4 separate regions of the Sus scrofa genome follow, and regions 1, 2 and 3 are each linked to region 4. A link is a contact called in public Hi-C and HiChIP or PLAC-seq data. All regions are on one chromosome and are shown on one strand. The core of a region is the stretch at or near the end of the contact, and the rest is flanking DNA. Distances in the headings are between cores, read along the strand shown.

Region 1 (7,010 bases), core at 2,350-4,849, 250 kb after region 4:
AAGACGGTACGGATGGTGGATGGACAGGTCAGGCAGGGACATCTGCCTTCATTTGTTACACATTTTTCGTTCTTCCACATCTGATCCACCAGTCGGAGGAAAGCAAGTACGCCACCATTTTAAAGCCTTACACACACAATCACACGTGTGTTCAAACACATCCTGCCGTTTTGGGGAAGTCAAGTTAAAGGGTTAGGGGCCTGAGCCAAAATAGAAGAGCTGGCAGAGGGACTGTCTCAGCCTGTGTCACAGATGTCCTCCGAAGCGTGAAGCATAGAAATCATCGCATATTCTCAGCATCAAATTCAGTCTCACACCGAGCCAACAACAGGGTGTGGGTTTTGGAGTTCCAAGTCTGGACCACATGGAAGGTTCCCCATTCATCAAAAAATGGAGGTTCCATTCAGAACTCCGAGAGTGATGAGGGCTCCAGTGGAATCCCCATGCACCTGCTGGCCAACTGGCTTCTCTCAGGTCCTTTTCCCAGCCTGACTGTCATTTGCAGTAAAGATCAGAAGACTCTGCCCACGTCCTCTGAGGCACTAATACGGGGAAACACCGTCACCAGGTCCTGGGGTGACCGGGAGAGCTGACCTGTGTGTCTTCTCCATCACGCTCTTTGGTACCATTTGCCTGGACGGGGTGCATCCGTGCACCTAGAGGTGGATGTGACATTTAAGGCGAGGGCCCACAATGCACTGCAGGAAGAACCGAAGCCAGAGAAGGGCTGTGTCGCCCGTTTCAGCAGCCCAACCAACACACGGATGACGTTACAACACAGGCAGAAACTTCGAAAGAATGGGGAGCATATATATCATCAAATGCTGGGTAAGTCTGAGACCATTTGGACCTGGAGCAGGGAATAATCATAAAATCATTGTCATCACATCTTTTGTCAGCAGCCACCACGCCTGCTAAGTCTGGTCCAAAAGAATAGCTCTCTCAGTACAGACCACTAACAGCCAAAGAAAAGGACACAGCGAACTTTGTAGAACAGATAGTGACTCCTAGACTTTGAAAAACTTATAGTCTCCAAAGGAGAAAGGTTGGGGGTGGGAGGAGATGTGGGGTGTTTGGGACCGAAATGCTATAAAATTGGGTTGTGATGATCATTGTACACCTGCAAATGTAATAAAATTCATTAAAAAGACAACAACAAAGACACCCCCCCCCATGAGAAGGAGATTACTGTGATGAAGTGAATCAAACATGACGACGGAACATGTACCAAGTATCTCAGGCTCTCTTAACCTGAGGTATCGAAGCCACCTGTTTCACGTTATGAAGCAACTAACGTTTTGATCCCAATTTTGGAAAATATGCTTTAATTCCTTCAAAAGAGTGAATAACTACGTTTAAGAACTGCATTTCTAATCACCTAGGAAATGCTGGGTGGAACAGAAGTTAAACCTTTCAGTAAGATTCTCAGAGTTCTTGACACGCTGACTTCCATCGTCCGTCTCTTGAGGGGAAGAAGTCCTTGTTTCTCCATGATCTCCGACCAAGGCAACACTGGTTTTCGAATTACATTTCCCCCTCTGGGGAGTGCGGATTCATACACGCTTTGTAAACACCACCTTCAAGTTGTGACCACAGCTCACACATGCACACGCCTCGCGAGCTGGAGAGACCTAAGGCTTTGTCTCATGTGAAAGTCGAAGGAGCTGAAGGCATTGCCCAAAAGCCCAGGAGGATCACGTACACAGGCGGTAACCCTGGCTTTTCCACTTTCGTGGGGGTCTTTGGCAAAGTACTTAACGTCTGCTTACCCAAGGTTCCTCCCTGGACAGCTGTGATGGTGACATGGCTGTGTTGGTGCGGGAACATCAAATACAGGAGCGCATAACACACAACCACTCCGTGTGGGCACAGTGTGCCGTCAACTGCTTATTCCTCCTCGCCCACATCGTGCCCACCGGGCTCCGCCGAAGAGAAGGTGTAGCACACTCACCAGTGCCCTTCTAGTTGCTGGATCCTAACTCACCTCAGAGGACGCTTACAGCCCTGTCTTAGAACCAGGCATGTGCTCGTCTGCCTACCTTGCAGAGAGGGCGATGCCCACTCAACCATCCCGGCCTACCTGCCACCTTCTTTCTACGTTGAAGACGGCAGGTGAGACCGTTCCTTGAGAGCTGGGTCTCCTCATGCCCAGGACTCTCTCACAAAGAGGCTGGCATGTTGTGCCACGAAGGCCCAGCCCTTTGGAGAGAAGGGTCTCTTTCTTACCAGTTGGCTGCAATTTCTGAAACTGCCAAGGTGAATATTCCTCTTCAAGGCCGTAAGGAACCTCCTCTCCCTGAGTTAAAGCTCGGAGGGACCTGGGAAGCGTTTCGGGTGACACGACCTGTTAGCATCTGTGGGGAGAAGACAACTTCCTTCCACACTCAGCCTCCGTGGCTGGGTGGCGGGCCTGAGAGTGCAACTGACATCAGGCGATTACAAGGAGAGACGCAGGAAATGGAGCTGATGTATCTGCAGGCGCGGGAGTCTTCAGAAGGAAAATGAACACAAAGGAAGCGGTTTGGCCCAAAGGTTTATGTAATTTCTACACAAATCATGACAAATCATGGGCTTGTGACAAGACAGAGGCTTGGACTGGGGCAGGAAATCGCGGGGCGGGCGAGGAGCCCTCGCGGAAAACCGGGGTTCTTTTCGTAGATGGTACAGCTCCGTTCCGACGGGCGTGGACGAGACTGTTCTGCTCTGCCTGGTCCAGGGAGGGCACCGTTCTCCTGGGAAACTGGATGAACTGGTTTCAGGTTGAAAGAGGGAGGGCAGAGAGCCCTTCCTGCATCTGCTGATTTTCAAACGCCTTCAACGCTAAGTAATCCATGTGCCAATTCCGCAGATTTGGGGGTGCTGTGTTCTGAACCCTTTACGCCTGTTGTCAGTTATAGCTGCTCCAAGCCCTGGGAGGTGAGAGGGGGAGTTCAGGGGTCTTGGCTTATCTGGGAAGTGGGAACTGGAGAGTGGGAACAGCCCCCCAGGGATGGGGTGGTGGACAGTCTAGGGCAGTTTGACTGCTCTTAGAGGGACGGTGCTGACAGCCGAGGAGAACCTAGGAAGATAACATAAGATCCAATGGACTACAGATCTGGATGTGTTTTATTAACTGCGGCATGTCAGACAATTTTTAAAAAGCATGAAATACATTCGCCTTGAATTGGCAGAAGGAGGCTGATTACATGATGGATGTTATACTAGGTAACAAGAAAGTCTTAACATACTCCCCAAGGTCACATTATTTTGGGTTTTTTGGTCAAAAGATGATGCAACAGGGCCTTGAGAGAGCCACGGGTGTCTGCAGAGTGTAACAGAAGTCAGATGAGCTCACAGTTCTGAGGAAGGCCTGTGCTGGCTCGCAGTCTACGTTTTGTGGTCTAATGAGAGGCTAGAGTCTATCACGCTGCAGCAAAAGTGAAGCAACAAACAACAACAAAGCCGGAAGAGTCAACCTCACCCACCCTTCGTGTTCACCGAGGTTGGGGCTCTGGGCTACGGAGCCCGGGCTGCTGTAGCAAAGCAAACCAGGACTAGGGTTCACTCTTGGCAGCAAAGGCAATGCTGGGGTTTCCAGCCGCTGGCAAAGTGCAGGGGACGGCGGATGGTGACTAAGAGGAAGTGCTGGGTGGTGAGGATTCTTGTTAAACCAGCTCGGTGGGATGCCTGCTGGAGAGGACCAGGCGTGGGGTGCAGGGAGGGGGGATCTGACCTGATAAGAGGGTGATCAGACGCCAGATGTCTCGTGGAGGAATTCTTGATAAACTGACTTAGAATTCTTGATGCACCCGGGCCACGGAGGCCAGGCCAGGCTGGGGGCCGAGGTCGAGGCGGGGCTGAGAAGAGCCCAGAGGAGCCTGACTCTGGTCCATTTGGTCAAGGAGAGTCCTTGCTGTGCCCGAGCCTGGGGTGAGCTTTACCCGGAGGTCCCAGGTAAAGCTGTCAAGCTGAAGGGCCCCCAGAATTCCAGTCTCTGATCAAACCCTGTTCCAGGGGATCCCCCTCCAGGGAACGCTCGGGATGACCCCTCGCTTCTGCTTCATGGACACACAAGTGACTTTTAATCTTTATGGACACACAAGTGACTTTTAATCTTTTACCTAAAGTAGACTTCGGTCAGCGCTGAAGAGGTTCGGACCCAACTGTCCTGTAAGCCGCTCCTCCTCCCATCTTCAGGTCTGAATTCAGACTTTCCGCTCCTGGGTCTGTTATCTGCGCAAAAAGTCTTGCCACTTTTTAAAGGCTCTAACCTATGAACAGCCATTTCCGCTGTTTCCTGCACACTTTCTAATATCTCATCTGCTTTCCCTGGAAATCCAGTGCTTGATTTAGACACGATTCAATCCTCTGTCTTTCTGAAGACAGCTGCTGAATGAATGCTTCAAATTTAAATGCTGCCCTTAGCTTACGCTCCTCCTGCTTTCTTAAAAAAATTTTTTTTTTCTAGAAAGCATATACAGTGTATCCTGCTGTGGATTAACCTGCATTTTTTTTTTCCTTTAATCTTTTGACTTGCAGTTGGAAACTGCTTCCAAGTGAGAAATTTTCCAAAATAGTTTCATTTAAAAATAAGACTTTAAAAATACCTTTGTTGCAGAAAAGGCACTGAAAACCCCAAAGTCATCAGAACACGCTCTCTCGTTTAAGGCTATTGGTGACCAGAGCAACTTGCCTGAAAGGGATCTTAGAGCAGATCTTTTGGAGACAAGGACCCCTAATGACCAGGGTAGACCTGTTCCCGCTGGTTCTCCCCCCACTCCCCCGCCTCGGGGGCGCTGAATGGCTCCCACGAGCTCCTCCGTCGATTCTCCCCACCGTTCTGTGATAGTCCCATTTTACAGAAGAACAAAGGGAGGCTATGCAACGTGACCCAACCTGCTCAAGGTCACCCAGCAAGAGCACGAGAGGCCCTTGTCCAGGGGAGAAGGAGGGCTCCAGAAGGGCAGCGGGCACGCCGTGGGCTCTGTTACTGGGAAACTGGGTGACCAGTGGGATCCCAGAAACAGGTTGGGGAGATGGCTGGGGCTCAGAAATCAGGCCTGAGGCTCTCGGTGTGTGAGCGGCAGCCTGAGGCCTTGGTTTGGACACGGCTTCGCACACACATGGAAGGAAAAGACCTGCGGCACAGATTCCTGTGCAAACTCCTGACTTCTCCCCAGTCTCACCCTGTGCAGGTGGGGAGACGAGGTCAGAGAGGCTCCTGGGATGGCTTCCGGTCACACAGCCAACTAGCCATGAGGGGCGTTTTGGTCTCGTGCTCCTGACATCACAGTGAGATGGCACATGGCTTGTTAAAAAGCATGCTGGTGGAGTCCCCTGCGGCTCAGCAGGTTAAAAGCCCCACAGAGGGCCCGTGAGGATGTGAGTTTGATCCCTGGCCTCGCTCAGTGGGTTAAGGATCTGGCTGCAGTATAGGTCGCAGATGCGGCTTGACTCTGAAGTGGCGGTGGTGTAGGCTGGCAGCTGCAGCTCGGATTCAACCCCTGGCCTGGGAACCTCCATATGCTGCAGGTGTGACCATTAAAAGAAAAAAAAATGCTTGAGATTAGTTTGGTTTTCATCAGTTCCTCTTCCAGATTTTTGAGCTTCTATTAAAACACGTAAAGTGTGGGGAGTTCTCATTGTGGCTCAGTTGAAACAAATCCGACTAGGAACCATGAGGACACAGACGCGATCCCTGGCCTCGCTCAGTGGGTGAAGGATCCAGCATTGCCATGAGCTGTGGTGTAGGTCACAGCTGTGGCTGGGATCCCACGTTGCTGTGGCTGTGGCTCCAATTAGACCCCTAGCCTGGGAACCTCCATATGCGGCGGGTACAGCCCTGAAAAAAAAAAAGGATAGCATACCGAGCTAAGCATTTCTCCAACAGCAAAGGCTCCTGGAGGCGACTACTGATGCCTTCTAAGGCCACTTGGCGGGAAATGAAATGGGCCCTTTGGGGGGACCCCGGTAGGCTTCCTGTAGCCACAGGAAGTGCTCAGCACCAGGTAAGGGGTTACAGAAGCTGGCAGGTGAAATTAAAGATCCAAAGTTCACCCATGAAAGCACTGCAACCAAACGCAAAGTAAAAGCCTATGTAGAAAAATACAATGTGTCAAGGACTTTCCGTGAGAAGCAGGGACTCATGGAGAGGGAGTGGGGAGAGACAAACCCCAAGATATGCAACGAGCCTCTTCTGCAAGAGGATTTCAGGATAAGCCCAACCGCCGTAACTGGCCCGATGTTAACAGGTAGCCCAGAGCAGACTGTCGACCAGAGATGACGAGGCTCCGTGTTCCCGGAGAGCAATGTACTGCCTCACGTGTCGCGCTGCCGTGGGCACAGCTGCCACATGTGACGCCGGATGGCCTCGCTTTGCTCGTCCTGCCGCCGCTCCTTCTGCTGTCACAGAGGGCTCTTCAGCCTCTTGGTGTCATTTAAAATCGAGGAGGGCAGGTCCATTTTTTGTTTGTTTGGTTTTTGTCTTTTTAGGGCCACACCCATGGCATATGGAGGTTCCCAGGCTCGGGGTCGAATCAGAGCTGCAGCTACCGGCCTAGGCCACAGCCACAGCAACGCGGGATCCAAGTCGAATCTGCAACCTATACCACAGGTCACGGCAACGCCGGATCCTTAACCCACTGAGCAAGGCCAGGGATCGAACCCGCAACCTCATGGTTCCTGGTCGGATTCGTTTCCACTGGGGCACGAAGGGAACTCCCCCAATTTTAAAGATGTTTCTTTGGGTCAACTCTAGGGACAAACAAAGCAAAGAAAAAGGCAAGGCTGGGAGTCCACCTGCGTGTTTCTGACTCTATGTCCCAGAAGGTAAACTCTAGGAAGGCTTCACCCCCACTGCCCAGGAGAGTGTGTGATAGAGCCAGTGGACATTCAGCGAAGAGTTATCAGCTGACAGGTTGACTGAAAGGGCCAAACAGAGCACACTCCTGCCCCTGTCCCCTTGGCAGCATCCTAGCTCCAGCCTGGGTACCTGGTTCCCTCTGTGAGAACCTGTGTGAAGCAGCACAGTT
Region 2 (7,404 bases), core at 447-2,946, 210 kb before region 4:
ACCATTGAGGAGGAGCTCTGTGAAGGCTGGCTCCCACCAAACTCCCTCTGGCCCTCCATGTCGGCAGCAGATGGCATCACATGTAAATCGGGTAAAGCAAATGACCCGACCAGGAGCCAGTGGGCACAGTGCTGAGCCGATGAGGGCAGCCCGGGACCTCGAGGCCAAATGGAGGCCATCCAACAAACAAGCATTCTCTTCGGGACGGGACTGCTCCCTGGTGCGGCTGCAGTGGGGTGCCCACTGTACCAGCTGTCAGGGTTTGAGGCAGAATACAAGGCAGAGCCCGACCACTTGTGTCCCCGGAACAGAGTCCAATTGGACATAGCACAGGGGGATCATGCCCACCGCTGACCCAGAAGTTTCCCTCCGGCAGGTGTGCTCCGAGTCCACGGTGGGAAAGACAAGGGCAGGACGTCAGGCAGGGAGTCGCAACGCCACCATTCCTAACTGAGACTTCCTTTTGCCTGCTGCTTTCTAGCTTACACTTTCCCCAAACTAGGAAATATAATTAAGGGCTTTGGTTTAAAGCTCTTTCCTTTTACATATGTGAGCCTGAGAGCTATAAATGAATAAACCTAAATGGTAACAATGTCCACGCAAAAATAAATTCCCTAAAAATAGAGCGGGTAACATCAACAAGAAGGTGAGAAATAAGAGCGGCCACCATAAACTGCTCTCCAGACACTGTTTGGAGCTATTATATGACGCCAGTCCCAGGCACCTTCTAGGTCATGCTCTGAGGGACGGCAGCAGAATGAGTTACATTTCCCGCCGAAATATGACTTTACTACAACAATGGTTTGCAGGGAAGACCTGCAAAGAGATCTCTATCTTTGGTTTTCCAAGTGGAATTTACTGCCAATTCCAACTTCAAAGTTTCCACATAAAGCGTTAAGAAGAGTATTTTGCCATAAAGAAAAACTTCTGAATTATAAGGGAAATTTAAGGAAGTGGAATACAACTTTCCTTCCACCTATTATTAATTTTTTCTTATGCGTCTGGTGCTTCTCTCTGCAACCGGAGAGGTGAGCTTTCCATTGTGGCGTAAGGCTCCCACTGTGGAGGCTGGAATCTAACTTTGATAGTTTTTAAATGACTATTTGTCATTACGTTTCCGTTTTTTCCGCCAACTTTACCATGGTGAAATACTCCGTTCTAGAATTCTCTCCCCCATACCTCTGTAACTCGTATTATGTTTGGATCATTTCCCTTTGCTGCGACATTGCCAAATTCTCCGCGATCAGCCACATGCTTCGGCAACAGGAGAAGAGGCTGAAACTGCTATTGTTTTGCCCAACTGGCCTGAGTCAGCCGACGGGAATTCTGATTATATGCTCCTAGGCCAAGATGTGAAGCTGGTTTGGAAAACTTTTGGAAATACCAATCCAAGAACATTTCTTTCCGACTTATGTGTATCAGTCATTTTATTTCCTACTGAGAATTATTTATATCATTCAGAGTTTCCATGTACAGAAAAACATGACTGAAATCCCGTGGTTTCTGGAAATCTTTCAGAATGGAAAAGGAGGTGAAGTGAACCACTAATCACAGACTAATTTCACTCTTGGCCCTTTGAAAAGCATTCTGTCTTATGACCTTAGGATCTTTTCTTCTCCCTCTAACTTGCTGACATTTCATGCACTATGACTCTTCTCTCATAAGTTCCATATGGTCAGGACACTGGTTGAAAGACTATGGTCTTAATATACTATGTACTGAACACAGCAAGGAAAGATATCAAAAGTACACCACATACACATATGTATGCGAGTCTGCGTGTACGTGAGGGAGAAAGAGAAGGAGGGGAGGGAGAGAGAGGGAAATGAAAACTTGGTTGAGTTGGGGATTGACTGTCCCTTAGACAAAAGCAAAATATTAGTGAAAATTATCCTTCTTCCTTACGTTTATCCAACTCTGGATTCTACTTAAATTGAAGAAATCATCATCAATGTATCCACTCATTCTCTACACAATTCGTGAGCCTCTGGTGAGACCAGGTCTTCCTCTGGACTCTAGGGCAGCCGTAATGAAAGCAGTCTAGCCCATGGAGCTTCCATTAGAGGGAGAAAGATGGACAACAAACAAATGAGAACTTTACTGTCACAAGGAGAGAGGTGCCATGATGCAAACAAAGCGATGTGATGATGAAATTCAAGAAACTACTTCAGACTGTAGAGTCTGGAAGGGCCTCTCTGAGAAGTGACATATAAATGTGACCTGAATGACAATTTGTGTGAATACACATAATAAAATCACTTAGGGAAGAGAAGATGACTCATTTAAGAGCCCTAAACCAAGAACAGCTTGAGATGTTTGGGAAACATCAAAAAGTCCACGAGGAATGGGGTAGGAGTGGATACCAAGATAGCAGGGGTGGGGTGGAAAAAGAACACAGGTGGGGGAAGGTGGGGTAGGACCTCTTAGGTCAGGGTAAGCAGAAGCCACTTGGCAGGATATGAGTGATATCATCTGATTACAGCTCTTCATAGCTCACTCTTGCTGTTGTGCAGAGAATAATATAGATAAGAATGGAGAAGGAAGACCATATAGGAAGGAAGCCTAATGTGATGGAAGGAAGGAAGCCTAATGTGATGGTTCAGGCAAAGACGATGGTGTGACAGCAGGAAAGATGGAAGGAAATAGCGTTTAAGATGAGTTCTGGAAGCATGTGCCTTCCAATGTTTTAGCTTCAACAACTATAGTTATTGATGTGTTTTCTGAGATGCCAAATATTGAGAGAGAAGACAACATTCTGCTAAGTTTGAGACACTGACAGACAAAATTTTAGGTAATTGTACAAAAGTGGAGTGATGTTAGGACTAGAGTCAAAATGTGAGAATCACAGATTAGTAGACATTTGGTCCTGCCTGAGGTGTCTATTGAGATGCCTGGTTCATGCCAAAAGAGCCTTGAAATTTGGTCCTATCAAAATGCCCATGAGCATATTTGGTCCATGACAAATGGTCCTGTCAAAAACGGCCAAGCTTGGATCAAAAGCCCGTAACTTCATGTGTATTTTCATTTTGTAGGATTAATACATAAAAATACTGTATGTTTTTTTGGTCCAATAATTTCATTGTGGCTATACTGCCAATAATAACCTTGCCTGCCTCAGGAGCATACCTGGTAATGGCACACAGGGTTAGGTAGATGGGTTGGGGGTTCTTCCAGAATCTTCCAGTAGCCCTACAGTTAGAGAAATGCACAGAGAATAACGAGTTGAGAATATGACCTCTCAACCCATGGTGCATTAATGTGCCCCTGGGCATCTGGCTGGATGTGGCTGGATAGTTCCAAAGGGCAGAGTCTGAAAGGAGTAGCTTGATCAAGCTGCCATAGAAATCAGGCAGCTAACTGGCTGACATAAACTCAAAGTGTCTTGTAGGACTGAGAACTGGTGTGGTTCACCTCACACACTATAGTCAGGTGTAACAGTGGCCATGAGGGGACACCAGGCAACTAATTATCTCCCACTGCCCAGGGTGAATAGGCAATGTTTCCTCTGAATCAAAATCCTAGAGAGGTAGATGGCGAGAAGTATCTGCCACTATTCAGAGGGCTTTCAGTGGGGGTGACTCCCACGCTTACTTGCTAATCAGTGAGGATCACCGTGTCCTTGGCTGGTGCCTACTCACTGGCTGATCTGGTAGGCTTCCCTACCCCCAAACCAGCAGCCACTGGTCAGAGGACTACAAAATAAAATGAAACAAAACAGCCCTTCTTCCGTTGCTTGGCATATGACATCTCTATTTGAAAATTCTCAGCCAATATGGCAGAAATAGTGTACTTACAAAAAAGGAAACCCAGTGCTATGTCATAATGGTTTTTGTTACCATCTCCACTTCTTTGCCACAGACGAAAGTAAAAGGTACTGGAGCTGTGAAGACAGACTCTGCACACCCGATGTACAACTGGTCAGAATTCAGATAACATCACAGTCACTCAGGATGGGACAGGAAATCACCAGCACAACACTGGTGCGGAAGGAAGAGTAAGGAAACCCCTGCAAAGGTTAAAACAGCACACAGAAGAACCCAGTGGAACACCAACACAGGTGCTTCAAAGAACTCTCTGTGTAACTCATAATGAAGAGGTCCTATCACTGCTAAACTCATTGAAGAGGCAAATAAACAGAATTCAAAACAAACGTCAACCTCTAAACCCAACTTCAATGCACGGAATTAGAGTTCCAGAGGATATAAATTGACTACATGTGAAGAACCATTCCTTACGCTTGATTCCTATGTTCAAAATGACCAAAGAATTTTTATTTATACAACTTATGAAATACCGGGTATCGCATTAATCAGCATGGCACCTTCAAGACCAACACAGTTCACTCAATTATTACCGTGCCCAGAGAACCATTAGGTTATACCACGCCACTGACTTAAGCACTAATAATGAAAAGGCAAAAAGATACTTAGAGACGCACATGTGAGAAAGTACTTGACTTTGCCCAGGAAAGAAATCACGACATTACCCTTTCACTGTGCATAGTGGATTTCAAGACTGAAACACGAATGTCATCTGGCAACTCCTGCTAAATTCTCAAGCGAAAGGACGCTTGTTTCACTTCTGACAAGCACTGTCTGAAAATACTCTTTGTGTCTAACACTCCAGTATGTGACAGTGGAAAACAACCTAAGTGTGCGTCCACGTTGTTGGGACTTCCATTTGGAAGATGCAGATGAAAATCTGCATGCGCTGTGGAGAAAGGAGAACAAGGTTTACATGACCTGTTGGATTGCTCTGAGAGCTTTACCTCTGTGAGGGCATGGCAGAGGCAGAAGAAGACCGGGAGCTCCAAGATTTCCACCAGAAATGGGGACTGTTTATACATCAGGATGGAACAGATATCATGGGATGAACAATGCAGTGGAAGGCTGGCACAGCAAATCCCAAAGCAGATGGCAGTGCACCATCACCCTTCAATCTGCAGATCCACTGATGTGCTAATAAATGAACAGCAATGTAGCGAAAAAACTATCTCATTGAAGTTCTTTTTTTTCTTTTTCTTTTTTTTTTTTTTGGCCACACCTGTAGCATGAGGAAGTTCCCAGGCCAGGGAATGAACCCATGCCACAGCAGCAACGGAGGCTGCCACAGTGACAACGCCAGATACTTAACTCACTGTGCCACAAGGAAACTCCTCATTCAAATTCTTGTCACCCACTCAAATACGACCGCCAACTTCACAATACTGACAAAATCAAATCTGTATACCTGAAATTAACAGACATAACCAATATAAAGCCAATAATCAGGTCAATATACATGTGTGAGCAATTGCTCATCAACTTACGCATAAGCTTGCCAAACTTCCTTACTAGAAAGAACAAGAGTAAATGTGAGATCCAAAGTTCACTATGAAGTACAATTAAAATAACATAAATAAGTTAAATGTGTGCATCACTTAACAAACTATGGACCAAACATCTCAACAGACATTTGGGACAGGACCAAATGTCCTGCAAGACAGTCACAAACTTTTGGTGTTTTTAAAGCTATAGAATTAGCGAAACTGGAACTCCCGTCGTGGCGCAGAGGAAACGAATCTGACTAGGAACCATGAGGTTGCAAGTTTGATCCCTGGACTCACTCAGTGGATTAAGGATCCGGCATTCCCGTGAGCTGTGGTATAGCTCACAGATGCGGCTTGGATCTGGTATTGCTGTGGCTCTGGCGTAAGCTGGTGGCTATAGCTCCGATTAGACCCCCTAGCCCAGGAACCTCCATATGCCGCAGGTGCAGACTTCAAAAAGATGAAAGACAAAAAAAAAAAAAAAAGAATTAGATGAAATTATAAATGGTAAACAGATTGCAGATCCAAGATCGGAGATGCTCCCCCATTTATAATGGGGGCAGAAGGAAACAGGGTGAAACGGAGAAAGTTGAGATCTGACAGGTGGGAGGAAAAGGAATATGCTATGACTATTTCGTGTTGAATGTTTCAGAGATTAAGAAAAGCAGAGCTGGAAAAGTGACTGCTGCCTATAAGCTAGTGGTGTTAACCTGCTGCAGAGGCAGCGGATAAGAACAGGGATGCCAACGGCAGAGGAAGGGAGAGAAGCTTGGGCAAGGGTTTCAGAAACCTCACAGGAGGACAGCACAGGTGGGAAAAGGGCTGGAGACCTTCTGGGATCCCGGAGGTTAGTTTTGTTTTGTGAACTGTGTGATATTAAGGTACGTTTAATTTACATGTCTCACCACGTCAGCTTTTTCCATGCCATGTCTGAGTCTCTCTTTGCAAATCCTAACAGCATAAATTTGTGGTGATAAGTACGGTGTTTTATCATATATTTCACATAAAAGCAGAGACTGACACCGCCCAATCAAAAAGGGGAGAGCAGGTACCAAACATATTATCCTATTTTTTCTCTAATCTCTTCAGAAGGGATTGAAATCAATAAACTAACTCTTTTCGGAGGAGTGGGCTGAACGGAAATGATGCTTCTGTCTGTTTTATTTTTCAGTGAGGTCCTACAGGCGGAAATTTTTACCTAATTAAGGTAATGGGGTTATATGTTTACCAAGTACTGGTGGACTGTCTTTATCCCCCTTACAGTGAACCAACACTTTTTCTTGTACTTAAGTTCAAAATGTCTTGCTAGGAATGCAACCACTATAAATCCTGCCACCAGGGGCTGAGGGAGGGGACAGTGGGGAGGAGGCCTGAGGGGGTGACAAATGAGCTGGTCACACTCAAAACCTAGTGGTGAGCCCTGGACAAGGGGATGTTTCATTCACTGCACCTTTATTTCTGGTTTTGTTTGCCTGTTTTGTTTTGTCTGCCTGCATCCAAGGCATGCAGAAGTCCCTGGGCCAGGGATGGAACCCACGCCACTGATCTTCAACCTGTGGAGTCACCAGAGAACTCCCAGCGCTCCCTCATTTCCCATTTAAAATCCTGACAACAAATGAGAAATACAATGGAATTTTAAAGAAAGGAGAGCAAAAAACTGTGATTTTTTTTCACAGTAGTCACTGGGAATATGTCTCCTCCTTTTCCAAGACAGAAATCAGCCTTGGGCGAAAGAGGTGGGATTTAAACAGAGTCCCAAACTACGCTGGTGGGTGCTTCTGGAGCAGCACCTGTTGATTCAATTGTAGGACGATAATCTGGTTAACAAAATCTATAAAAAATCACTTCTTGGCAGACTTGGCTTCATGCCTGTTTTAGTCCAGAATCATGCTGGTTGAGGATGTAAACCGGCCTTGGGAAGATGCTCAGACGCAAAATCTCAAGGCCCGGCCCCCACGCAAGTCTGTGGTCATGTGTTTAGGACATCCTTGGCAAGCAACGTGTTTCCCTCTTAGACCAAAATCATTTGATGGCTGAATTCCTCATGGAAAATGTTATGTCTTCAGAGCTGACTTGCAAACTGTGGAGATGCCATG
Region 3 (7,163 bases), core at 2,947-5,446, 170 kb after region 4:
ACTGCACGTAATAGAGTTGAAACACAAATGCATTGTATATACAGACAAGGCTTCTACACACTGTTCCAATGTGGCAGGAATTTTTAAATGTCTTCAATATCTAAATTCAGAGAGGTTCTTGTGACAGGTTCATGCATCCTGAGAAGTTATCGCTCAGTTCTCAATGACTGTCTGAAGTTTCCATACGTCTTCCAAGAAGTTCATTGACCCTGTATATAAGTCAGTTATAAAAAAACACAGAAAAACAAACACAAAAAACTTGACCCAACTGGAAGTACAGGCGAACTCCTCTGTAATCCTTGAAATGATTGTGTCAAGCCTAAAAATGATAAGTGCAGGTTACCAAAACCAGGGAGTGCCCATGAAGACATGCATGATGGCCAAAGACCATTCAAAAGAATAACTAAGCTATGAAATGAAGACAGCTAAACTCCACTATTGATTGTATCTTGCAGAGGAAGGGAGTCTGTAACTATACGGGTGAATACATTGTTATTGCCCCCAGAAAAAAATGTTTAAGGGGTTCTCTCATGGCTAAGAGGGTGAAGGATCCAGCGCTGTCACTGCTGTGGCTCATATTACAGCTGTGGCATAGGTCGGATCCCTGGCCTGGGAGTTTCCACATGCTGAGGGCACGGCCAAAAAAATTTGAAAGAGAAAAAGGGTTTAGAATAATTCCAGTGTTTTATTTTTTCTGTAAATTGCTGTTACTAACGTGATTCTAAATATCCCAATTGATGACACCTTAAAATCAAGGAACTAGAGCAGTTTTAATCATTTTTTTTTCTTCTTTTCCTTTCTGTAGACAGAATGTCACAGGAGCAGCAATGAGGCAACAGCCCTGCAGAGAGTTACACACGTGAGCTCTGGAGTCAGAATACTGACTTTTGAATCCTCTCTCCATTGTCCATCATGTGCCAGGAGAAGGTCACGTGTTGTTTCCTGTTTTCCCTGTTCACTGGTGACGGTAACACCAGGGTTTGGACCGAGGGGGCAAAGGAGGAAACGCGTGGGATGCACTGGCCACATCATTTGCATTCAGTGATGCTTGAGAACTTTGCACATTTGTATCTACTGAATTTCCAGGGCTCTTCCAGTTTCAAGAAACCAAGGTTTACTATCATCTATGAAACAATTACAGCAAGCATTCCCGGGAGTCTAAAAACAAAAAGCCAAGCAGAGGTGCTGGTTTCCTATGGAAAGAGGATAGATGACAAGAACTAGGGCTGCTTTCCCAGGGGGGCAGTCCCACTTTTTTCTTTTCTCTGTCATGACTCCCTTCCTTCTAGTTCCTCTTGCTTCTTTATCTCTCCCCACTTTTCATGAACAAAATCATCTCTGTTTTCCTAAGATGCAAATATGATTGCTGCAATCATGTGCTGAACCAAGCCGTATAAATTAGATGCTGCTAGCCAGGCGGTGGGTGGCTGATCTTGAGGCAGAGATCCAGTAAACCTGATCAAACTCTAGGTGGGCAGGGCCAAGCTCTGTGGGGGTGTCAGTGGGTCAGATGTCTTAGAAAAGAGATGTTTGAAAGATGGACGTTGATATATATTTATAATATCTCTTCTCTTATATTTAATTTTTCTTGTCTCGTTGCACTTTTTTCCAAAGGAAAGTTAAATGATGACGGGAAATGGGTATCTGGAGAGCTTTACTTTCTCTCGGTCATGAGTAGGCATTCACTTTATTGCTTCACAACAGAATGCCCCTTTTAGTGTTGGGAAGATTTAGGGCAGCTAGATTTATTACCTTACCCTCTGGCACAGTTGTACAAATACTGTAATAGTTTTGCTTCCCGACTCCTCTTGTCTAGTCTCTGTGATGGCCACATTCTTTTGGTAATTGATGATTTCACCAGGTACATGCATATACCTCATTCGCTTGTCAGTTTTGCGATTTTTTCAGTAGACATTTTATTCCATTTTTCAAAGCTAAATCTTCCTGCTTCAGACTTGGGAGAACATAGTTTTAGATAAATTTTAGGGATAACTAGCCTCATCCTTTTCGGGTGCTGGGGGAAGGGATTATTTGGATTAAGCGAACTGTGAGAAGAAAACCTCCTGCCACACAATCAGCACATCATCTTCTTGGGTAACAAACACCACGACACCAACCGGGAGGAACCCAGGAGGTTTTGTGGGTAACAGACCTTCTCTCCAACGGCCTCACCTCTTTCTCCTTCTGACTTGCTCTTTGGAAAGCACTGAGCTGTGTCGTGGTTTTGAACTTGTGCAGAAGGAAGAATGGAAGGGAGCAACCTGTTGCAGGATGCGTGCCTGTGTGCACACACACACACACACAAATGTCAGCCATGGATGACTGCATTTTTCTACTACGACCTACTATGGCATTACACAACCAGTGCATGTGTGTGTGTATCCAGACAAGCTAATCTGTAGAATGCGAGTGTGTCTTTGTGTTGTGGTTAACACCTCCCCACTTTCACAGGCAGAGATAAAACATATGGGGCCGCAAGCAAGTGAGAGTAGAAATAAGACAGGCCCCTTTTTGTACCACATTGTCGGGTGGGTTGAATACGACACGTGAAGGAGTAGAGGCAGGAACCCACACAGAGCAGTACCTCCAGGCTCTGGCACGACAGCGATAGCCACCGGAGTGGCCTGCCCAAGGGAGGACAAGAGTCAGAGCTGGGCTGGCCCAAGCCTTCCCCATCTTGGTCATGTTTCCAAGCTCTAACAGGTGCCTTGCAGGTGCCAGCCTCTGGCATTCAGAGCTGGACGCTTCCACCCCATCCGGCCTTCAGCACGTCAAGTTCTCCTAACAATATGCTATAGGGTCGGTCCAAGAGATCCAGTTTCTTGCTTCTGTGGTGTTCATTTTGCACGTGAAGTTGAAAGTTTGGTGACCACAGGGAAGGAGGTACAATTTTGAGTGTATCTTTCTTCTCTCCATCAAATGCCCCCACTTTTCTCGAAGTCATTGACAGTTCTCACTCTCTGCCGAGAGAGTGGTCTACGGCCGGCACCTGTCTATACCCTGCTCCTCAACACAGACTTTGACTACTGAGTGAACCCAGTAAAAACGGATCACACTGGATAATCACATCATTTCTTTATTTTAACGTTTGCTATAAATATTTTATACTACACACTTGTATGCGCTTATATCTCAAGTATGAGATGGAGATACGTTTCGGGTTTGAAAGTAAAAAATGTTACAAATGTTCTTCAAAGTTACATCAATATGCCAACCCTCTGTAGAGTTTCACCAGGGTTTTTGAACTAAAGTTGAAAGGGAATTGCATGAGTCTGAGCTTTTTCCAAATTAAATTATCATGTCTACTTATGACCGTCAGTTCCTGTCATGTAACATGATTACATGGGCTTTATCAGAAGTGACACATTGGGTGATTTATAGGATGTGTCAGCCAGCAAGATACAAAGGCTGATAATTTCCTGTAATTACTTTTAAAAGAATTTTGAAAATGGACTTTAAATAAATAGTACGGGGCTTCTAGGCTTCTATTTGAAGTAATATTAAAATATCGCTCCAAGATATTACAAGGAATCAAACAATGCAGCCTTTTAACTAACTGATTCAAGCATTGAAGAATAGACACTGTTTTTAAAACATGTTCATTATAGTTGATTTGCAATGATCCTTCAATTTCTGCTGTACAGGATAGTGACCAGTCACACACACACACACACACACACACACACACACACACACACACACACACATTCTTTTTCTCACATTATGCTCCATCACGTCCTATCCCCAGACTGGATGTAGTTCCCTGTGCTGTGCAGCAGGACCTCACTGCCCATCCATTCGAAATGCAAGAGTTTGCATCGACCCACCCCCACTTCCCGGTCCATCCCCTCCCGCCCCTCCCCCAGGGCAGCCACAAGCCTGCTCCCAGAGACACGGTTTTTTTCACGGCGTCTTCCTAAACTGAGAGTTGGTCGGGATGACCTGGGGCTTGCTCATCCTTCAGCCGGCAGAGAGATTCTGCTGCGTCTCTCGCTTTGCGGCCGTGTCCTTGTTCATCTAATCTGTGAGTCACTTGTGCCCCTTGCTCTGAATTCACTCCTCTGCTCATTTCCTTGCCAAAGCTTTCTCACCTTTCACAGCCAAGGGGGAAAAATGCCACTGCCAAGAAGCAGTCACTTCCAGGGATCCCTGGGTTTTGAATAATCCCCCGGCCTGGGGTCCGTGCCAGTCTGTCCCCGAGGCTCTGAGTCATCACGACTACCTGTTCTGCAAGTGAAGCTTCCCACGCTCAGCTGTGATTTCCTGCCAAAATGTGTAGCAACAGGCTACGGCCCGTTTTGCCGTTTCTTTCTCGACGGTGTCTCGGTCCCGCCTCTTGACTGGTGACGCACTGCACTTTAGAGTCTCTATCTTCGCAGACCTGACATCGAGTCAGCGCAGCAAGAGGGAAACAAGGGGCTTAGAACGCCTCAGACACACAGGCTTTATTTCTATTATTTGGGTTTTTAGGGCCACACCCGTGGCACAAGGAAGGTCCCAGGCTAGGGGTCCGATCAGAGCTGCAGCTGCCGGCCTGCACCACAGCCAGAGGAACCCTGGAGCTGAGCCACATCTGCAACCTACACCACAATTCATGGCAACACCAGATCCTTAACCCACGGAGCGAGGCCAGGGATCGAACCTGCATTTTCACGGACACTATGTTGGGTTCTTGACCCACTGAGCCACCAGGGGAACTCCAGGTGTGGCTTTAAACTGAATTCCCCATCTGTTCCCTGGGGAATTTTGAAGAAGCGGCTCACCCTGCTGGCGGCTCACACTGGGAATCCGTGAAATAGCCTCCCTGATGTTCACTGGGCCGGCATCACGGGCCGGCCAAGGCCCAGTCCCTCGTCCCTCATTCTGTAGGCCAGGAACTTGCACTAAGTACATTTCCGGATGCACTTGCTGCTCAGAAATATCAGGTGATGAAATACTGGCCGGGGTGTGAGCTTTACTTCCACGCCGGACGGTCGTTCAGATCTCTCACCCGGCTGCAATGCCTGCAGGGAACCCCGATGAGCATCCGGCCCAGTTTACCTGGCTGCCCAAAGCTTTTACCGACAGCCAGCGTTCCTGTCCAGGGTATTGCTTCACAACAGAGCTGACGTCTCCCTAGTCCACTTAGTCATACCCTCCCTCCATGTACCCGGGACCCACCGTTTTTTCCAATGAGAGGATAATTTCTTGGGGGTCAGCGACCATATCTTTCTCATGCATTCACCCTGGCAAGTCAGCTGCCGTGGCAACACAGCCAGTGTTCATCTTTACGGACTAAAGCGAGGGATGTACAGATGTGTGTCAGAAAAGATCTTCTATTTTTGTTCTCATGAAAGATGTTGAGGAGAGAAAGACAGTTGTGCCCTGCTGTCTCGCTGTGTATGTTTCCTAAGACGGAGCTTCGGAGCTGGGGGTTTTCTGCGGTCTTGTGTCTCAAGGTCCCAGAGTCCTGAGGGCTTAGGGCTTAGCACACAGCATGACGGAAATGATGAATGAAGGAGCGACTTCACAGAAACTGAGGTTCACCTTCATCCTTTCAATGTATAACATCTCGTTATCTGATCATCTACCAACAAGTGCCTGGTCAGAATTTGCCCTGCCCTCAGAAGGCTGTACGGTCTTAAAAAGTGGTTTCCAGTAAATTAAGAGCCCGGCTGTTGGGAGCTTGGCTTAGTTTACACCCATCGGGTAGTTTATTGATTTACTAGAAATCTCTCCGCTTGCAAAAGTGGGTGGGTCAGACAAGGTCGTTTTTCCTAAGCTGATTTCAACACCAGAAAATTCTTTGAAGCCCGAGTTAGTTTCCGTCTATTTCTTACCTCCTTAACTCACTAACTCCAACAGGAAACACACGTTTCAATTACCTGGTGAAAAGTCTCACCAGGTAACTGAAATGTGCCAAAAAATAAGCACTTGAAAGCCAGCGCTCAGCTAAGTAGGACCACAGGTTTTTATTAAAATTCGGAGATTCTCTTCCATGTGGAGCCACAATGGGTCATGAGACAAGAATTCTTGGGACTGCCCTATGTGCAAATGTCCAAGAACCCCTGGAAGCTCTCAACATAGGGTGAAAATACGGTCAAAGCTGTTTCTTAGGAGAAAGACAATCCCCTCTTTAAAAAAGGGGGCAGTTTCAGGACCGGATTAGGAAAGGATGGCTTTTAATCAACTCTGTCTATTCTAACTCACTGAAGCACGGGAGGTGCAGTATTGAACTTGATTTGGCAGAGCTGAGAATCTGAAACACGTGACACCCTTATGCAGCAAGAATGATCTACGGTGGATCGGAGGGAATCCTTCCTGGGTTCCGTCTGCCGAAGATCAGCGCTCTCCCACGGCAGGCTCTTCCTGCAGAATGCGGCGGGATGATGAAATGCCTTGGCCCAGCTCTGAGGATGTGCGATGCCGTCAGCCTGAAAGCATTCTGCCCCACCTGGCCCAGAGAGCACTGCGTCTGATACACAGGACGTGTTTATTTTTTTGGACCTAATCGTCAAGATCCTTATTAGCAGCGGAAGAAAAGTAAAGATTTATTCATCAATAACATCCAAAGACTCCATTTACCAAATTTCCATTCTTTACTTTAATGAAATTTGTCTGTAGGGCTTTTAAAGTTCATTTATAAAGTGGGAAATATATTCAGCTCTGCTGTCTTGGAGATAGATGGCCTCATTATTACGTGTCTGTCAAATATAAGTAGGGCCGTTAATAATGTAAAGACAGCGACTAAAGATTCCCAAAATGCGTGTTTCCTTTAGAGGAAATTGCAAGTCTAACCCTTGAGTTCCTTTTGGAATCAATTACCTGACTTCACACGTATAATGAAATACTTTACTTTTTAGTTAGGAGAACCACATAGAAGATAATGTTCTTCAAAATATTTCCCAAAACAGGAAGAATGTCAGCACAAGAGGATAATGAGTAGACTCATGTTCCAATTTGGGACTAGCCTATGCTACATACCATGTAAAGGACAGTCGCGGCTCCCTTCGGACGGGCATACGGACTGACACGTGATACTGGAGTTGGGGCAGGTGTCCAAAAAGAGAAAAATTACAAACCGTTGGAAGAAAATGAGGCTTCCCTTCGCCTACATTTGATGTGTTCATATGTATCCAGAGATGCCTTCCACTTCCCTTATCCCCACAGTGAGTTCGAAAAGA
Region 4 (6,746 bases), core at 253-2,752:
TAGGATTGTTCAACAATCCGAGTCTTATCGGAACAAGCTTCATCCTCTGTTTTTCTGTCTGAGAGATGGGCGCTTCGGTCACGGAGCGGGATGCTGGCCTCCCAGGCCTCTCCAGTGTCGGGCTGTAGGTGGACGTCCCAACCCAGGGCCTGAGGCTGTGGCCTGACGTGCAGACAGGGTCTGTACAGTGAGGATTAAGTTAAGGGGTCCTTGCGGGGCCCGTGTGCTTATGAAAGGGGATCAGGACCCGGCCTCACCCAGGGGAAGCAGACTGCGTGACGGTAAGATCAGAGACTGGGGGCTGCGTCTGCCAGCCCAGGAACCGCAGGCTGCCAGGAAAACCACAGCCACAGGAGAGAGGCCTGGAGCAGATTCTCCCTCGGAACCTCGAGGAGAAATTAACCTGTGGGCACTTGACCTTGGACTCTGGCCTCTGGACAGTGAGACAGGAGAGGTCTGACACGTCGTTCGTGTCTTTGTTACGGAAGCCCCAGCAAACCAACACTGGACACACGGGGACCCAAAGCCCAGGCCCCATGACGTCCAGGCCTGTTGAGCGCTCCAGTGAGTTTAGTGGGTGATTCCCCATGAGACTCTAAACGACCACATGCAAAGCATCAAGGGAAGGCCTCAGAGTGATTCGAACAGCAAATGCTGTCAGAATTCAGAGGGCAGGAGAGAGACAGAGCTGGAAACTTCCAAAGAGTCCCACTGCTTGGATCAAAGAGCAAAGGAAGAAGAGAGCCTATGAGTCGAGAGGAAGAAAGCAAAGGCCTGGTTTTGGAGATGCGTGCTGGGAACCAGAGCCAAGGCCCCATCTCTTTGCAGGTCTCATTGGCTGTGGAAAGAGAACCAGTGGGACAGAAAGGACCCCCTGCAGGCGAGGGGCTCGGGTGGTGGAGGAGGGAGCCCTTCCATCAGACTCAAGGTCTCCGGGAGGTTGTGTTTTCCTCTACCCACCAGTTTAAGAAAACATAGAAAAGCCAAACTATAAAGATGTATTCTGCTACTTCCATGCAGCGCCAACATCAGGGCCAAACATCCAGGTAATATGCAGGTACATCCCTGGCAAGGCCCTTGTTGCCTGGGAATGACTTTATCATTTAAGACCATGAAAGAAAGTTGGATTTTATGCTTAAAGATGGAAACATTTCTTGCCATTTGTAGAGCTTATCCAAACTCAACTTCACGTTCCTATTCAATCCCCATAAATGGGAAAAAAAGCTATTTAATGATTGACTGGGGTTGCCTTTAAATATAGTTTTGGCCTGTCTTTGAGGGCTTTTTCTTTCATTTTCTCTTAGTGGGTTTCCATTTGCTATGGCCTCTCCTGGTTGGTTCCATCTTTTCAGCAGCTCATGCGATTCTGCCTTTATGGTGCAGATGCAACCCCTCTATCATTTTATTTTCCTCTGAGGAAATTCTCAATATGTGAGTTTAACTCTCAAAGTTGGTGAGACAAGGAAATGGCGAAAAACCACAGTGGAAATGTGACTCACTCAGAAACTTCAGAATGGCCATGTGCTACTAAAAAGAATTAGTCATCCCCACGGCCTGGCCAGACGTCTCCTTGGATCTCCTGTACATAATTTACTGGTCTTTCAGCGCCTGGTTTGTTCGGGGTGAACACTTGCTACCCGAGTGGGCATCATCCTCCTTGCCACGCGGTCTTCCTCGCCTCTCCTCCACCAGTGGGAACAGAGATTCACCTAGGCCATGTGTGCTCAGGAGGATGCCTGCTGTATACTTTCACCCACTGGATTAAGAATTAAAAGTGAGTAATTCTAGGACGTGGTCGCAGTCATTGAAATAGAGGTAGAAAGGTTGACAAGTCTCATTTAAACATGGGCATTGCAGTCACTGGATAGACATCTGATCGAATCACCATCTGCTCCATTGGCGTGCAGCTCTTCAGAGGAAGAAAAACCAAAGCATAGCTGGGTCTGAGGCATCCTGTTGGAAGGTCAACAGCAAATTACACTTGTGTCTCCCCAGTACCTAGTTCACCGTTTCGGTAATGCACACTCAACCACTCAAGACCCGTCTGTGGTTTAGTGGCAATGTGGGTCTTGGTACAAATTAGAGAGAGACCCCCTTCCTCATCACGCATATGCTGTGCTTGTTGTTTTTCTCAGAAATGACTGACTTTTTCCAGCTTCCCCGAGGTATGGTTGACAAATAAAACTTGTCCATATTTAAGGTGCACCATGTGGTGGTTTGGTACATGCGTAGGTTGTGACACGATCACCACAAGCAAGTTGATGAACATATTGCCTTCACATCGTTGCTGTGTGTGTGAGTGTGTGTGTGTGTGTGTGTGTGTGTGTGTGTGTGGTGAGAACACATAAGATCTCCCCCCTTGGAAACTTTCAAGTGCGCACGTAGTATGATTCGGGGGTGTCGCCACACTGTAGATTAGATCCCCAGAATTTGCTCCTCTTAAAACTGAAAGTCTCCACCCTGGCCCATCTCCAGACTTCGCTCACCACGGCCCCTGATACCCACCATCCTCATCCCTGCTTCTCTGAGTTTGGCTTTTTAGATTCTACATGTAGGTAGACTCGTGCAGTATTGGTCTCTCTTCGTCTGGCTTATTTCACTCGGCACAATGTCCTCCAGGTTCGTCCACGTTTTCCCAAAGGGCAAGATTTCTTTCTTTTTTGTGCTATTATCCCACATTTTCTTTATCCATCTACCCATCCACAAGAACTTAGGTTGCGTCCAAATGTTGGCTATTTTGAATAAAGCCACATCAAGCACCAGACTGCACGTATCTCTTCCAGATAGTGATTTTACTTCCTTCAGATAAATGCCAGGAGGGGGGTTGCTGGATTATAGGGTAGCCCTAGTTTTGATCTTTTGAGGCAATTCCATACTGTTTTCCGAAATGGCTGTACCAGTTTTCTGGCCACGAACAGAGCATTATTCCCTCCCCCACCTTCCTGCCAGCACGCGTTATCTCTTGTCTTTTGGATAATGGCCATCGCAAGAGGTACGAGGTGGCATCACACTGCGGTTTTGACCTGCATTCCCCTGGTTACTGACCTTGAGCATCTCTCCATGTATCCATTGGCCATTATCTACTGTGTGTCTTCTTTGGGAAAAATGTCTATTCAGGTCCTTTGCCTTTTTTTTTTTTTTTTGCTTTTTAGGGCTGCATCTGTGGCATATGAAGGTTCCCAGGCTAGGGGTCCAATCGGAGCTGCTGCTGCTGGCCTACACCACAGCCACAGCAATGCAGGATCCAAACCATCTCTGCGACCCACACCACAGTTCATGGCAACGCTGAATCCTTAACCCACTGAGCAGGGCCGGGGATCAAACCTGTGTCTTCATGGACACTAGCCAGGTTCATTACATTCTGAGCCACAGCAGGAATCCCCTTTGCCCATTTTTAAGTGGTGTATTTTTGTTTGTTTGTTGTTTGTTGGCTCTTGAGCTGTAATACTTTGGATATTGGATATTAATGTTTTACCAAATGTACATTGTGTAAGATTTTCTCCCTTCCAAAGGTTGCCTTTTCATTATGTTGATTGTTTTCTTTGCTGGGCAAAAGCGTTTTGGTTTGATGTAGTTCCACGTGTTTGATTTTGCTTTTGTTGCCTGTGCTTTTGGTGTCAGATCAAGACAGATTTCAAAGACTAAGGATTAATAACCCTCGGTTAGTCCTGGGCTCTGTCAGAGATCTCAAAGATCTTTTCTCAACGAAGAGCGAAGAAGGACTCATTCCCAGCCGTGGCGCAGACACTGTCCTGAGAATGTGCCTTTGGCTCAGGGGCGGTTTTCACCTGGCTGTCCCTCCCTGCCCCTCATGCTTCTTGATCGTTCCGTCGAGTTATTTTATCCTCAAGGAAGCAAGCAGAGCCCTTACCTCTAGTTCCCAAGTCGTCCTTCCATCCAGCCTCCTTCTTACCGGTATTTGGCCGAAACCAGTTTGTTCTGATTTGGGTAACACAACGAGGCTCAGTTCACGTCGGCACCGAGTGTCCGTGGCCAGTGTGATTTAAAGACAATGGGACAGAGGAACACTTCGGGTGTCATGTCCCATCCGTGAAAAGATTTCAATCAGGGCCTCCCAAAGACGTATTCGTGTTGATGTGGCTGTTGCAGAAATGAAAACCTTCTGTTATATGTCGAGCATTAGAAAAGATACACAAAAATGTACATTCAAAAAACCGATCAGATAAGAGTACCTGTCAGTAGAAGTCCCAGTTGTTACTCCTTGGCTTCCGATTTGTCCTTTCATGCAGGCTGCGGGGGGTGGGCACCCCTGTTTTGAGACCCCTGAGCGACGTGGGACCCCGCAGGCTGCAGGGAAGTGCTCAGGAAGAGAAGGAGGGGCCCTTCCCCTCTTTAGAGCCCCACTCCTGAGGCTGTGTCCTATCAGCGAGTGAAGCCAGGCAGCATAGGAGCAACTTATACTCATTGGCCTGAGTCACCTGAGTGTTTGTGCTTTGTAATCACCCAGGATGAGCTGCTCTCTTCCAGGTAGGACGCAGCCACAGGAGGCTTGCCATAAGCCCAGAGAGGGGGTCGTGGGGTTTCTCCAGGATTCTTCTTCAAGGCCGGGGGAGGATGCAGACAAAAGTTCATGGCCTACGTACCACGTGCCAGGCACAGGTGTAGACGGCTGGAGTGTGTTAAAGAGATGGTGGCTCCAAGGCCTAAGTGTTGATACAGCAAATGCTGCTATTCGGGTTCTTACGCGATCACTGAAATGACCCACAGTTAGGGATTAACAGCCTCACCCTTTACACCTTACATCGTAAGCCGCCCGAGCATCAGAGAGGTTTGACCACCTGACCTTGGTCCCACTTAGTGAAAGACGGACGACGCCTTTCTGATTTATAGCTAAATTGTCAGGCGTTTCCCCACTTTTCTTTCTTCCTTCCTTCCTTCCTTTCTGTCTGTCTGTCTTTCTTTCCTTCCTTTTCTTTTTCTTTCTTCTTCCCTACCTCCTTTCTTTCTTTCTACCTACTTCTATCACCATACATAGAGTCATGTCTACTCCTCTTTTTTCATCTTTCGTCTTTTCAGGGCCATACCCGCAGTGTATGGAGGTTCCCAGGCTAGGGGTCTAATTGGAGCTGTAGCCACCGGCCTACGCCAGAGCCACAGCAACTCCAGATTTGTGCTGTATCTGTGAACTACACCACAGCTCACGGCAGTGCCGGATCCTTAACCCACTGAGTGAGGGTTCCTAGTCGGATCCGTTTCTGCTGCGCCACAACGGGAACCCCACTCCTCTGGTGGACAGTGATGGTAGATACTGTTTATCCGACACTATCCTTTATGCTGTGTGCCTGTACTTTACAAGACATTGTATATATTTAAAAAAGCGCTTTATGGTTACGGTGATTTAATTAGGTTGAGTTCTCCAGTGAAACAAATAGGATATATAAATTAGAGAGATTTATTTTAAGGAATTAGCTCATGTGGTTGTGGAGGCTTGGTGAGTCCAAAATCTGATGAGAAAGGCCAGCAGCACAAAGAAAGGGTTAACTCACCCATTTAGTAGTTTGGGAAGCATTTGTTTTCATATTTATTCTATCCTTAAAAACTAGATAACTAAAATTGCTATTTTAGAAAAAAAGTAACTAATATGCCTGAAGGAATATTGGAAAATACAGAACAGCAGGCAGAAAAAAAATAGTCAAATGTACCTACTACCTTTTTTCTGGTAAGAGCTTTCTTTACAGGTTGTCAATATGCTCTGTGCATACACACTGTTCATGTGAATTCTTTCGCTCATCATCATCCTTTTCTGTGTTATGGAAGAATCTTGAAAACTATTACGCTGAATGTGTCTGCGACCTTCCCTTAAGTGGTTAAACCTGTGCTTAACAATTACTTTTCCAATTTGTTTCCGAAATTTCTCCTAACCATAAAAAAAAAAGCATGGATTTGGGGTAACAGGGATTGCTATGGGCTCATTTCCTACCACCTGCCCCCCAAATTCACGGATTGACTCCTAAGCACCACTGTGTCTGTGTTTCGAGCAAGGGCGTAATTGAGGTTACATGGGGTCACAAGTGTGGAGCCCGGATCTGATGGGATTAGCATCCTAAAGAGGGGAGGGCAGAGATTTCTGTCTTGTCTCTGTCTCTCTGTCTCCTGTGAGCTCATAGGTGGTGTCTGCAAGCCAAGAAGAGGGCTATCCTTGGACACTGGCTCCTCCGGCCCCTCGATCTGGGACGTCCAGCCTCTAGAACCTGAGGAACCCAGATCTGCCCCGGAAAACCCCCAGGCTGGGGTGATCTGTTACCCGTCTGGAGCTGACCGATGCACTATCTTTGTGCACGAAGCTCCCCCTGCAACCCCCACTGCATCTGCTCATGCTTACGCTTCAATAGCCATCAGACTTAAAGCACAAGTTCAAGGATAAAATAATTACGAATTTGAGGTAGCAACAGCAGAGCATTGAGCGAGGGTGGGCCCTCCTGACCTCACTCCGTCTGCAGGTCCCAGGCCCCCCCCGCCAGAGCTCTGGGGTTTCCCCTGGGAACCGAGGGCCTTGCTCCCCAGTGCTCCCCACCCTGATGGGTGCTCCCCAGAGCCTCCTGTCCTTTGCTGTGCTGTGCTGTGTAACCACCTCTCGGATCTCTGTTAAGGAGGTTCTGTGGGTCTTCTGATTAAGAACAATTTTTTAGTGGTTATTTTATAATTCTATGTTTATTGAGAATCAACCAGGAAATCACAGAAACACAGAGCTGGAAGGAAGCGCCCATTCAGGGTTCATGGCTGTT

The links. A called contact is a pair of places that touch in the nucleus more often than the background predicts. HiChIP or PLAC-seq counts read pairs in DNA pulled down with a chosen protein or histone mark.
Region 1: a contact with region 4 is called in an H3K27ac HiChIP or PLAC-seq map of alveolar macrophages. The contact joins two enhancer-like sites. A contact is called at or near these places in 2 of 2 datasets of contacts at active chromatin or transcription factors (alveolar macrophages and skeletal muscle).
Region 2: a contact with region 4 is called in a Hi-C map of embryonic fibroblasts, with 2.4 times the contacts expected there. The contact joins two enhancer-like sites. A contact is called at or near these places in 1 of 47 Hi-C or Micro-C datasets (embryonic fibroblasts) and 2 of 2 datasets of contacts at active chromatin or transcription factors (alveolar macrophages and skeletal muscle).
Region 3: an H3K27ac HiChIP or PLAC-seq map of alveolar macrophages shows a contact between it and region 4. The contact joins two enhancer-like sites. A contact is called at or near these places in 2 of 47 Hi-C or Micro-C datasets (embryonic fibroblasts and fibroblasts) and 1 of 2 datasets of contacts at active chromatin or transcription factors (alveolar macrophages).

What each region holds. Positions count from the first base shown.
Region 1 is chr10:66,169,915-66,176,924 of Sscrofa11.1, reverse strand. No RefSeq gene overlaps it. Among named protein-coding and RNA genes, the nearest start is that of KLF6, 320 kb to the left of the region's middle. Within about 2 kb of position 3,599, at least 23 of the 83 cell types and tissues checked have an H3K27ac peak or open chromatin away from gene starts, as enhancers often do. A contact at or near this core is called in alveolar macrophages, where this site is marked.
Region 2 is chr10:66,621,738-66,629,141 of Sscrofa11.1, reverse strand. No RefSeq gene overlaps it. Among named protein-coding and RNA genes, the nearest start is that of KLF6, 140 kb to the right of the region's middle. Within about 2 kb of position 1,696, at least 9 of the 83 cell types and tissues checked have an H3K27ac peak or open chromatin away from gene starts, as enhancers often do. A contact at or near this core is called in embryonic fibroblasts, where this site is marked.
Region 3 is chr10:66,246,239-66,253,401 of Sscrofa11.1, reverse strand. No RefSeq gene overlaps it. Among named protein-coding and RNA genes, the nearest start is that of KLF6, 240 kb to the left of the region's middle. Within about 2 kb of position 4,196, at least 17 of the 83 cell types and tissues checked have an H3K27ac peak or open chromatin away from gene starts, as enhancers often do. A contact at or near this core is called in alveolar macrophages, where this site is marked.
Region 4 is chr10:66,416,002-66,422,747 of Sscrofa11.1, reverse strand. No RefSeq gene overlaps it. Among named protein-coding and RNA genes, the nearest start is that of KLF6, 69 kb to the left of the region's middle. Within about 2 kb of position 1,502, at least 14 of the 83 cell types and tissues checked have an H3K27ac peak or open chromatin away from gene starts, as enhancers often do. A contact at or near this core is called in alveolar macrophages and embryonic fibroblasts, where this site is marked.